3 separate regions of the Sus scrofa genome follow, and regions 2 and 3 are each linked to region 1. Evidence: chromatin contacts called from public HiChIP or PLAC-seq data. All regions are on one chromosome and are shown on one strand. Each heading gives the region's core, a stretch centred on a gene start, on an enhancer-like site or on the middle of the called end of the contact. The rest is flanking DNA. Distances are from core to core; before and after follow the strand shown.

Region 1 (3,134 bases), core at 277-2,776:
GTGTTGCTGGAATTCTACTAGTCTGCTTCACACTTATTGACGGAAAAAAAAGTTCCTCCTTTGGAAACTACATATTTTGCTAGAGGCTTTTCTTGGTTCTGGAACAACCACTTTTAAGGTATACTTCCTTTTGCATGCAGAATGGTGGCAATCTTTTCAGATAAGAAATTCTGCATTCCATTTATCTTCAGGGTGTATCTTTTGATAGCATTTCCTCAGATTAGGAGCAATGGAACCTCCTTTCTTAGTAGAAGATCAGGTTGCCTGAGTATCCTTTTTTTAGCAAGGTAAATTGGCCTGGGGCCCGAGGTGAGTGAGCCTTCTTTGCTCTCAGCCTCATCACTCCACCTAGCTCAAGTTGAGGCGGCATCACTGATTTTGAGATTTTCTTGAGAAGCAAGCTCCTGCTTTAGCCTGCGGTTGGCTCGTGAACGTCACCTTTCACCTACTTAAACACAAGTTTTGCATCGCGGGGAGGTTTACTATTCAAACAGCCATTTCTAGCGCCTTCATCACTTCAAAACCAAACCAAACCCTCTAAATGTTTTATTTCCTGTGGTATCATATCTGACTTAACGTTATAACTTCGTTCACTAATTCGTTGGATTTAAAAAAAAACCCCCTTCATCCCACTCCTATTTGTTTAATGAAAGTCAACTTTCTTATTGTGCACTGTAGCTATTGTTTAAGTCATTTGTGTTTTGGTTTGTTTGCTAATGGGAAGGCAGTCTACCTGTGTTCCGTGTCTTTTGTTTTTCCTTCCGTATTGTCTAACGTGGGATATAATGGCAACCTCCTTAAAATGCAGGAACACTTCTAGCTTCATAAGAAAAACATCCAAAGACGATAATTTGGGGTAAACTTTGTCCTTTGAAAAATATCAATCTTTTATAAATAGTGCACTGAGGGGAGAAGGGTTATTTGCAGGGTTCAGAGAAGTCAAAACAGGAGAAATAATAAACATGGTACATGGCTAGAATTTTTGAGCCCCTCTCGCTTCAGCCATTTCCAAAAATCATTTTATTTTAATAATTTGACAAATTTGTTCAAGAACAAAACAAGTAAACACGTTAAGAATGAAAATAATATGCGCATTTCCCTCTGATCTATATTAAGATTTATGCATTAGAGTAATAACTGTGTTTGTAAATCTTTTGGGGGCGGGGGGGTCGGAGTCTTTTTCTCCAGGAACGGCCTCCGCTGTAGACCCGGTCGGACCCTCCCCTCCTCCGCCAGCTTCCCGGCCGCGCAGCCCGGCTCCCCTCCCCCTGCAGCTGTGGTCCCATTCCTCCCCGCCGACGGCTCCCCGCCCCGCGCCGGCTGCGGCTGGGTCCCGTCCGCCGCTGCTCCGTGGAATGACCTGTAGTAACCCCGCCCCGCCCCCGGCCGCCCGCGCCGCGCTCCCGGCCGGAATTCGATAGGCCCAGCCCCGCACGCGCCACCGCCGCCGGGCCAATGGGCGGCGGTCTCTCTGCATATGCAACGAGCGCCGGCCGGGGGAGTGCGTCCCGGGCGGTTCGGCTCAACAGACGCTGGTCTGCCGGCGCCGGGGAGCGGAGCCGTGCCAGTCGCCGCGGACAGAGCTGGGACGACTGGGAGGAGTAGGAGGCGGCGGCTGCGGCTGCGGCGCCGGACCAGGCAGCAGAGGTACGCCCCCTTGCAGCGCGACTGCGGCGGCGGCTGCGTCAGGGTCCCCAGGAGGCGGCTCGGGGAGTGAATGCTCTGGGGGTGCAACCAGGCCTTCGTGGGCCGGAGTCGGGAGGAACCCGGGCCCCGGCGTTGCGGTGAGTGCGGCGCCGGTTGTGGGGAGCAGCGGAGCTTGGTTGGCGGCTTGGCCTCAGCGTGCGACCGAGCTGGGCCCGAGGGCGGCGGTGTTTTGGGGGAGGGACGCTGCCGGCCTGCTCGCCCCCCGGTCCCCGACGTAGCCGCCGATCCCGGCGCCGGGGGTGTGCGCGCCGGAGGTGCGGGCTCCCCCCGCGACGTGGGGAGAAGCAGCCGGGCCGGGTGGGAGGCGCCGCTGTGGGATCCGGGAAGCGGCTGAGGTGGGGCTCGGGCCGAAGGGCCCACGTGAACTGGGGGACCGCAGCGGAGCGGCCGCGCAGCCCGGGGGAGGAAGGACACACGGGGTCCCTCCCGGCGTTCCGGGGGCGGGGTGGGGTGGGAGGTTGGCTGCTTTCACTAGCTCGGCTCTGAATGTAGTCCCTGGGAGCGGAGAAACTGAGCCGCACAGGGGGGCGGGGGGCTTTGCTGCAGTGCGTGAGGAGAAATTGGAGGTGTGAGATGCGTCGACTTTGGTGGTATTTGTTCTGGCCGCAGTCGGTTCTGATGGGGCTGGGATTAATACTGTTGTTTCGGGGTTGGAGTTGAAAGTTTACCTTTCCCCAGGTGCATTTTAATTATACACTAGTTAGGGAATGTGCAATACCGAGCGACTGCTTACTGCCAGCAATCCAGTGAGGCTGAGATGATCAGACCCGTTTCACAGATGAGGAACCCGAGGCCCAGAGACATAGAACTCGTTTGTCTAGGCTGCATTTAGAAAATGTGCTCTAAGCTATTGTGTATCGGGCCCTTCAAAAATAGATAGGGCATAACGATGTCTTTGAAATTATTTGAAGGCTAGAGAGGGGCTAGGCTTCGTGTAAGTCATTATAGCTGAATAAAATGACAAACAGCTGACGCTTATTGAGCCTTTATTAACATTCCAGGCTTTGTGCTAAGAGCTTTATGCATAGTATCTCTAAAACTGTTAACATCCTTCTAGGGATCATTTTACAGCAGGAGAAACTGCCATTTGGGCCTAACTTTCCCCCAGATCAGAACAAGAAAGAAAAGCTGGGATTCAGACCCACCTGTCTGAAAATGCAGAGCTCTCACATCTAAGCACTATATTATGCTGCCTCTCCTCGGTAGCTGGCTGAAGTTGTCACACAGTGGATTTTTGTTTGGCTGCCAGGAGAGCTGTAGTTTGATGATACCTTCTTTTTTTTTTTTTTAGGTGCAACTATTTATTTATTTTATTATTATTTTTATTACTCAATGAATTGATAATACCTTCTGTTTATGATCATCCCAACTTTTTGGTTTCCCCAGATGAGTTCCAAGGGTTGAAGGGTGCCACAGGATGCTGCTGA
Region 2 (3,134 bases), core at 436-2,935, 190 kb before region 1:
GTACTTGATCTTTCTCAATATGGAAAAAAAAAAAAGAGGGGGAAGCTACAGAATATATTAAAACATCAGATGACAGTGAATAGGTTATAAATCTCATCATTTTTAAAAACCTGATTTTTTTTTTTTTTTTAACTTTCCCAGCTATGGATACCCAGGTGGTCACAAACATCCTGAGCAAGTATTTGCTACATATCATCTTGTGTAATTCCAGCATGTCATACACAATCAGTGAGAATAAGGTTTGGAAGTACAGGTAAGAAATATAAAAAAGCATAGTATGAGACAAAAAGTATAGGGAATTACAGCCCAGTTCAGAGGATAAGAGTATTACCTCTACTTTCAGGGACTTATCTCAGAACCCTAGAGGGAATAACACTTTAAGAATATAGTTGACCCAGGAATAAGACAGGATCAGGGATTCTAATTCCGCCCCGCCCCGCCCCGCCCGCCCCCCGCCCCCCCCGCCGCCGCCGCCCCCGTCAAGTCCAAAATCTCTGAATAACTTACAGTTGGCCCTCCTGAGTTCTACACAGCAGGGTTAAACAACCACAGACTACGTAGTACCTTAGTATTTACCAATTCCGACTTAGTTTGTTCAAGGGTCATACATAGTATCTATAAGTACGCCTTAAGAATCTTTTTTAAAAACTAGCTTTACTTTCCCAGTAACATCTTATTGTAGGAAGCAGTGTTAAACCAACTAGGGCTTTGTTATACTGAGCCCTAGAACCAAAAATAGCTCTCACAAATCAACGAGTACAACCGTTATACAAACTGATAACATGGGACGGGACACATACAACTTCAACTGCTACATCTACAGGGTAACTGATAACTGTACTTAATTAGTCTTCCTATTTTAAATGGTAGTGTTTTCAGAACTAAAGAGAGGAAATGTGGCCTAAAAAGTAAGCCCACCGAGTCACTCAGGGCTCAGCCCACATGTTATAACCCTATCTAATGTTGTTTTTTGCACAGACTCTTTTTCGTTTTCTTGACAGCATTAAACATCAGCTGAAATCATTTTAATTAATACGCTGGTCTTAATATCTGCCTCTCCCTCCAGAATGTGATCCTGAACCTTATGCGCCCTCTGCACCGCTGTATTCCCCAAGCGCTAGGAACAGTGCCTGGCACCTAACAGGAGCTCAGTAAATGTTAATAAAAATAATCCTAGCAAAAAAACGCCGTCCCAGCCTCCTGCTCACAAATGGAGTTCCCACAGCGCTCTTCCTATTGCACGCACTTAGCTACACTGAGGGTGCAACCTGAGGCTTCATTCCTGTTCTATTCCCTGACATCTGGCAGGCAGCAGGCACTCGAAGCCAGATCACTGAATGAATGACACTGCGAGCCCATCAGGTACGAGTGATACAATAGCACCCGCGGAGATGCCGGTTCCCAGAGACTACAGCCAGGCCGCGGGAGTGTCCAAGGCCAAAATCTGCCAGGAAACATGAACTTAGCCACAATGCCTTTTTGGAGGGGAATCCCAGCCTGCCACATAAGGCACAGAACCTAAGCTTATGAGGCTGGCACTCACTGTAGGTCCGGCCCAGAGCTCGGAAGAGCACATCGCGCTTCACGCTGACAGTCGGCATGGCGAGTGGAGCCTACTGCGCCGGCGCAGAGAGCAGGCCCCTGGGCTCAGCGACCGAGTTATGTAGGCCCCCCACGCCTTTCGTGCGGGCTGTCCGGTAATATCGCCAGTTTGTTTCCAACAGTTCCTTCTCTCGTTTTTCATCTGAAAGCAAGTAACTTGTCACCTTTAAGCTCAGTAAATGTAGTTTAGTCGGGTGAGTAAAATTCAGGTTGAGAAAGGATAGAGAATCAGATGGAATGGCATGGGATTTAATGGGCAGTAGACCAAACACCCCTCGCTCCTCCAGAGCACTGTAGCCTGAGGTCCCCTCGCCAGGTGGCCAGGGGCGAAGATCGAGGGGGCGGGGCCAGGAGAGGGAGAATCCTGAGTGAGGATGTGAGCAGGAGGGGTTTGAGGCAGCCTGGATGGAAGGATGTCTGAAACCCAGTTGTGGGAGTTAAATCCGACACAGCCCTGTGGGGCTCCTGGGCTCAGGAGCCTTTCTGTGCACCCTATTTCTTGTTCTTGGGAAATGGGCCTCATTCAGCCGCCATGACCTTCCCTGAGTGCCTAGGAACAGGTTCAGGCAGTTGCTGATCAGGGAAGGGAGGAACAGTCAAGCAACAGCATAGCCTTTGGGCAGGTTCCTGCTTCCCTCTCAAGGAATACACCTAAGAGAAAAGTTATATTCCTTATGCTTCTTTTAGAAGTGAATACTTTAAAGTTGAATAGATTTAGAGTCCTTCCTTGTCATTCTCCCTGACTTAACCGCACCCTAAACACAATCACCTGTGAGCTAAAGATTAGGCACCCTGAGCATAACTGCCTGTGGGTTAAAGATTATTAGCACATGATATTTTTCAGGAACTTTCCTAGTTCTAATCTCTGAGCAATATGCCCTTTTCACAAGTACTGTTATTCTAGGCAATAACCCAGAAGACTACTGTCAAGAACATTTGACTCCAGCTCTGATGACTAAGATTCCCCAAAGAAAGAAGACTGCATGTTTTTCCCAATCCTGATTCCTATATGAAAACCTGTCTTTCTTCTTTTTACTATAAAACTCCTCGCAATTATGGGGGGGGGGGAGCACAGAATTTAAGGCATTCTCCTGCTGTGACCCTTCTTTGCCTGGCAAAGCAATAAAGCCATTTTTTTTTCTCCTTTACCCAAAACTCTTGTCTGTGTGTTTCAATTTGGCATCAGTAGACAGAGGCCTAAATCTGGCAACAGGAGCAAGAGAAACTGTTCATTGATTAGCTTTTATCTCATTCCTTAATTTCTCACATTCTTCTATGTGTTATGACTGTGCTTTGTTTGAACATTATAACAGCCCTTTAAGGGAGGCCTCCTTAGAAACCTCTTTTTAAAAGAGGGAACAGGCAGATATTTACTTGTTCACCAGCTGATGCTGTGCTCAATCTTCTGCGGGCTGAGTCTCATAACAACTCTCATTGTAATAGGCAGATAACAGCCCCAAAGATATCAGGCCCTGGAACCTGTACATGTTAAGTGGAAATAGTCTTTTCAGATTAAGGATTTCCAAATGGAA
Region 3 (3,134 bases), core at 407-2,906, 140 kb before region 1:
TGGATTTGTTAACCACTGAGCCATGATGGGAACTCCCTAGAAGTCCTTTCATAAACTCAAAGCATCAGTTCCATATAGTCCTACAGGTTGCAAACGAATGTTCTGAATTTTTGCTGCAACATAAACGTGAGTCATGAATTGCATTTAGTAGTATATTTTGATGGAGCTCTCCATTTTAAAGGTTCTCTTCTAATCTGTAATTGCATATAAAATTTAAACAGTAAAACAATGACACCAAAACAACAACAAAAATAACCTCAGAACACCGGGAGAGAAGCTGGGCCGGGAGAGAAATTGTGCATTTATGCTGTCGGATTTGGACATTTCTTTCTCCTGTGTTTCCTTTGCACACTGGGTGCAGGCTGAGTCATTTCCTTTGTCTTGCAGCTAGAAATCTTGAAGTTGTCTCTACCCTGCCAGGTCTATTACACTCACAAGAAAGCTGCAGCTTTGGTGCTTGGGAAAGCCAGCCAGTTTCGCTCTGACCCACGGGGAACCAGGATGAGGGATGTTTTGTGATTTATACAAACTCTTCACCATGACCGTGAAAACAATCAAAGTCTGTCTACTTCAGGGACATCTGTGACTTTATTGTGAGTGTCGGGTTATGTGTAAAACCCCTACTTTCCTCAAGTTACACTTCTGTCCTGGGAAGCTCAGGAAGTGGAGTCTGGATTCATTGTCCTTATTTCCATAACTTTACCTTGATTCCAAACTACCTCACTGGTGCAGATCACCAAGTTTGTGATAAATACGAAAATAAGTGTGGGGTGTGTTAACCTCTGTCTTCTTTTCCTCTAAAATAAGAGACAGTATTGATGGGCTTTGTCATTTGGTTGGTTTTTGCCAACAGCCCAAGGTTGCTCGTTCTCACATTTGTTTTTAAAACTAAGTGATAAAATATCTATTTGTGGGGCTGGGAGAGTTCCTTCAAATAGAATTTGAGTATCTTTTTAGAGGAGAAAAACCAGGCACCTTCAAAACAACCAGCTAGTTACTCTGGTTTGTCTAGGGTAGCAAACACAGCAGCAGTTCTTGATGCTTGAAACAAAGGGATTTCTCTAATGCCTTATATTTTAGTTATTTTAATGGCTCCTTCCCAAACACCTTCAGCTTGGTGCCTTACTATCTTATATAAGAAGAAAGTTGATCTCAATCCATAGATCAGTCATGGGATGGTGAGTTCCTCCTGGCAGAATCGCTGTCTTGTGTGAGTTTTGATCCTGGCCCCGAGAGGATAGACTTTCATGCCTCTCCATGAATGCTTGTGGCACTAACCTGGCAGTTTGATGGACGGTGCCATGGAAGCCAAATTTGAGAGTCGGAAGGGATGTCATAGCCTGTCAGTTATTCCTTCTGCTGATGAAGCGGTTGAACCCCAGTGAGGTTTAATATGGATTGGAACTAACTTCGTGTTATAGATTAAACAGGAGGTCCTGCTCTCCCATGACTGTTGATTAATCAACCAACAATCCTCCTATAAAGCGAAAGTATCAAAAACAGAGTACAATAAAAAACAACACGTAAGGCAGCAAACTCTGTATTATTGAGATTGAGGCTATTTTTCTTTCTTGAGATCAGTACACGGCATTGTTGATTTTCCCTTATGCAAGAGCTATTTTGGGGATACAGCCTGGGCAAAGTCCAAGATTCCAACAACACGCTTAGCCACTGAAGCCTTATATATCAGAGCAGCAGGGTAGGGCAAGGTGCCTCCTGCCTAGGGAGAGTGACAGACCTTGCCAGAGTCTTTCCTCTCAGCTGTGTTGCTATCATTAATGTCACCAAAGTAACCCCACTACTCATACAAAGGTGCAAGCAGAGCTTCTGTCACCTATGGACAGCCCCAAGTCCAGAGACATTCTGGATCCAGCCTTATTTAGTTGCATTGTCATAGCTGCTTTAAAAAATTTTTTAAAATAGCTCTTAGATTCTGGTTAAGAATGATCTTAGGCTCTCTTGAGAATAAAGATAAATCTTCCTTTTGTTGTATTCCCAAGGAGTGTGTGTTTCTTTCCTATTCCATTTGCAGACCAACTTGGAGCCTGGTAGGATTTCTTCTTTTTTTGTTGTTGTTGTTGGTCTTTTTAGGGTCACACATGTAGCATATGGAAATTCCCAGGCTAGGGATCTAATTGGAGCTGCAGCTGCCTGCCTACACCACAGCCACAGCAATGCTGGATCCAAGTCGCATCTGCAACATACTACAGCTCATGGTGAAGCTGGATCCTTAACCCACTGAAGGAGACCAGGGATCGAACCTACATCCTCATGGATGGGTTCATTACTGCTGAACCATGACAGGAACTCCTCTGGTTGGATTTTAAACCCTCTTTTATGGGTTGACACGACCAGAGAAAACTCCAGCCTTTTCTACTTCTCAGGCTTCTGTGTTCAAATCATCCTTCAGCCTCTGGACTTGCCCTAACTGGCCCAGTGACCTGGACCCAGGGGCTTCCTACGTAAATAGAGTTAGGAGTGAACCGTCTCCAAGATTTCTTCTGGCTCTGTCTCTATGGTCACTGCCTGGCTTTTTCTGCCATGGTAATGACATCTGGCTGGAGATTTATCTGGTGACTTTTCCTTTTCCTGTACCCTCCTCACTCGTGTTCCTCCAAGACATGCAGTGAGTTCAAATGATTATCTGACTTTCTTGGTATTTTTCTAAGGAAATAACTTACATCTCTAAGTAAAAATAGAAAATTCTCCAAGAGCCTGCCTCCTTTATAGTATTCAAAACTAAGGAATAACCGTTTGATACTTGTTAACCTCTTTGTAGGAGATGGTGGTGAAGTTTTCTGTTTTCTATATTGTATGTGTGGCTGTGCACTTTTTGAAAGCTCTCGGTTTGTAAAGTTTTGACCAATAAATGTGTTCTGCGCCCAAGTTATCAATGCGTGGGTGTGATATTTCACCCTGGATCAAATGATTTTCCTTTTCCGATACCTTGACAAGGCTGAATTAACTTGGACTTGGGGGTCAATACAAACAAGAGAATTGCAGCCAAACCGTGAGCATCGCCGATTCTCATACTGAAGGGTCAAACCTTTAAATTCACTTGATGGGGTAAAAGAGCAGAAAGCAGGGGCAGGGCTGACAGGAAAGTGTAGGTGTGCAGGGTGAAGCAAGGACAG

Evidence for each region. HiChIP or PLAC-seq counts read pairs in DNA pulled down with a chosen protein or histone mark.
Region 2: an H3K27ac HiChIP or PLAC-seq map of skeletal muscle shows a contact between it and region 1. The contact joins the promoter of FARSB here to the promoter of ACSL3 in region 1. A contact is called at or near these places in 1 of 5 promoter capture datasets (liver), 3 of 47 Hi-C or Micro-C datasets (heart right ventricle, liver and skeletal muscle) and 2 of 2 datasets of contacts at active chromatin or transcription factors (alveolar macrophages and skeletal muscle).
Region 3: an H3K27ac HiChIP or PLAC-seq map of skeletal muscle shows a contact between it and region 1. The contact joins the enhancer-like site here to the promoter of ACSL3 in region 1. A contact is called at or near these places in 2 of 5 promoter capture datasets (fetal skeletal muscle and liver), 5 of 47 Hi-C or Micro-C datasets (embryonic fibroblasts, fetal skeletal muscle, heart right ventricle and 1 more) and 2 of 2 datasets of contacts at active chromatin or transcription factors (alveolar macrophages and skeletal muscle).

What each region holds. Positions count from the first base shown.
Region 1 is chr15:124,740,488-124,743,621 of Sscrofa11.1, forward strand. ACSL3 (acyl-CoA synthetase long-chain family member 3) reads left to right here and starts at 1,527. Exons shown (of 16, transcript NM_001143698.1): 1 at 1,527-1,647.
Region 2 is chr15:124,553,357-124,556,490 of Sscrofa11.1, forward strand. FARSB (phenylalanine--tRNA ligase beta subunit) reads right to left here and starts at 1,686. Exons shown (of 17, transcript XM_021074819.1): 1 at 1,544-1,686. The coding sequence starts at 1,601.
Region 3 is chr15:124,605,040-124,608,173 of Sscrofa11.1, forward strand. It overlaps MOGAT1 (2-acylglycerol O-acyltransferase 1), which reads left to right. Exons shown (of 8, transcript XM_003133676.4): 8 at 1-2,886. It also overlaps the pseudogene LOC100523928. Among named protein-coding and RNA genes, the nearest start is that of MOGAT1, 38 kb to the left of the region's middle. Within about 2 kb of position 1,657, at least 11 of the 83 cell types and tissues checked have an H3K27ac peak or open chromatin away from gene starts, as enhancers often do. A contact at or near this core is called in fetal skeletal muscle, liver and skeletal muscle, where this site is marked.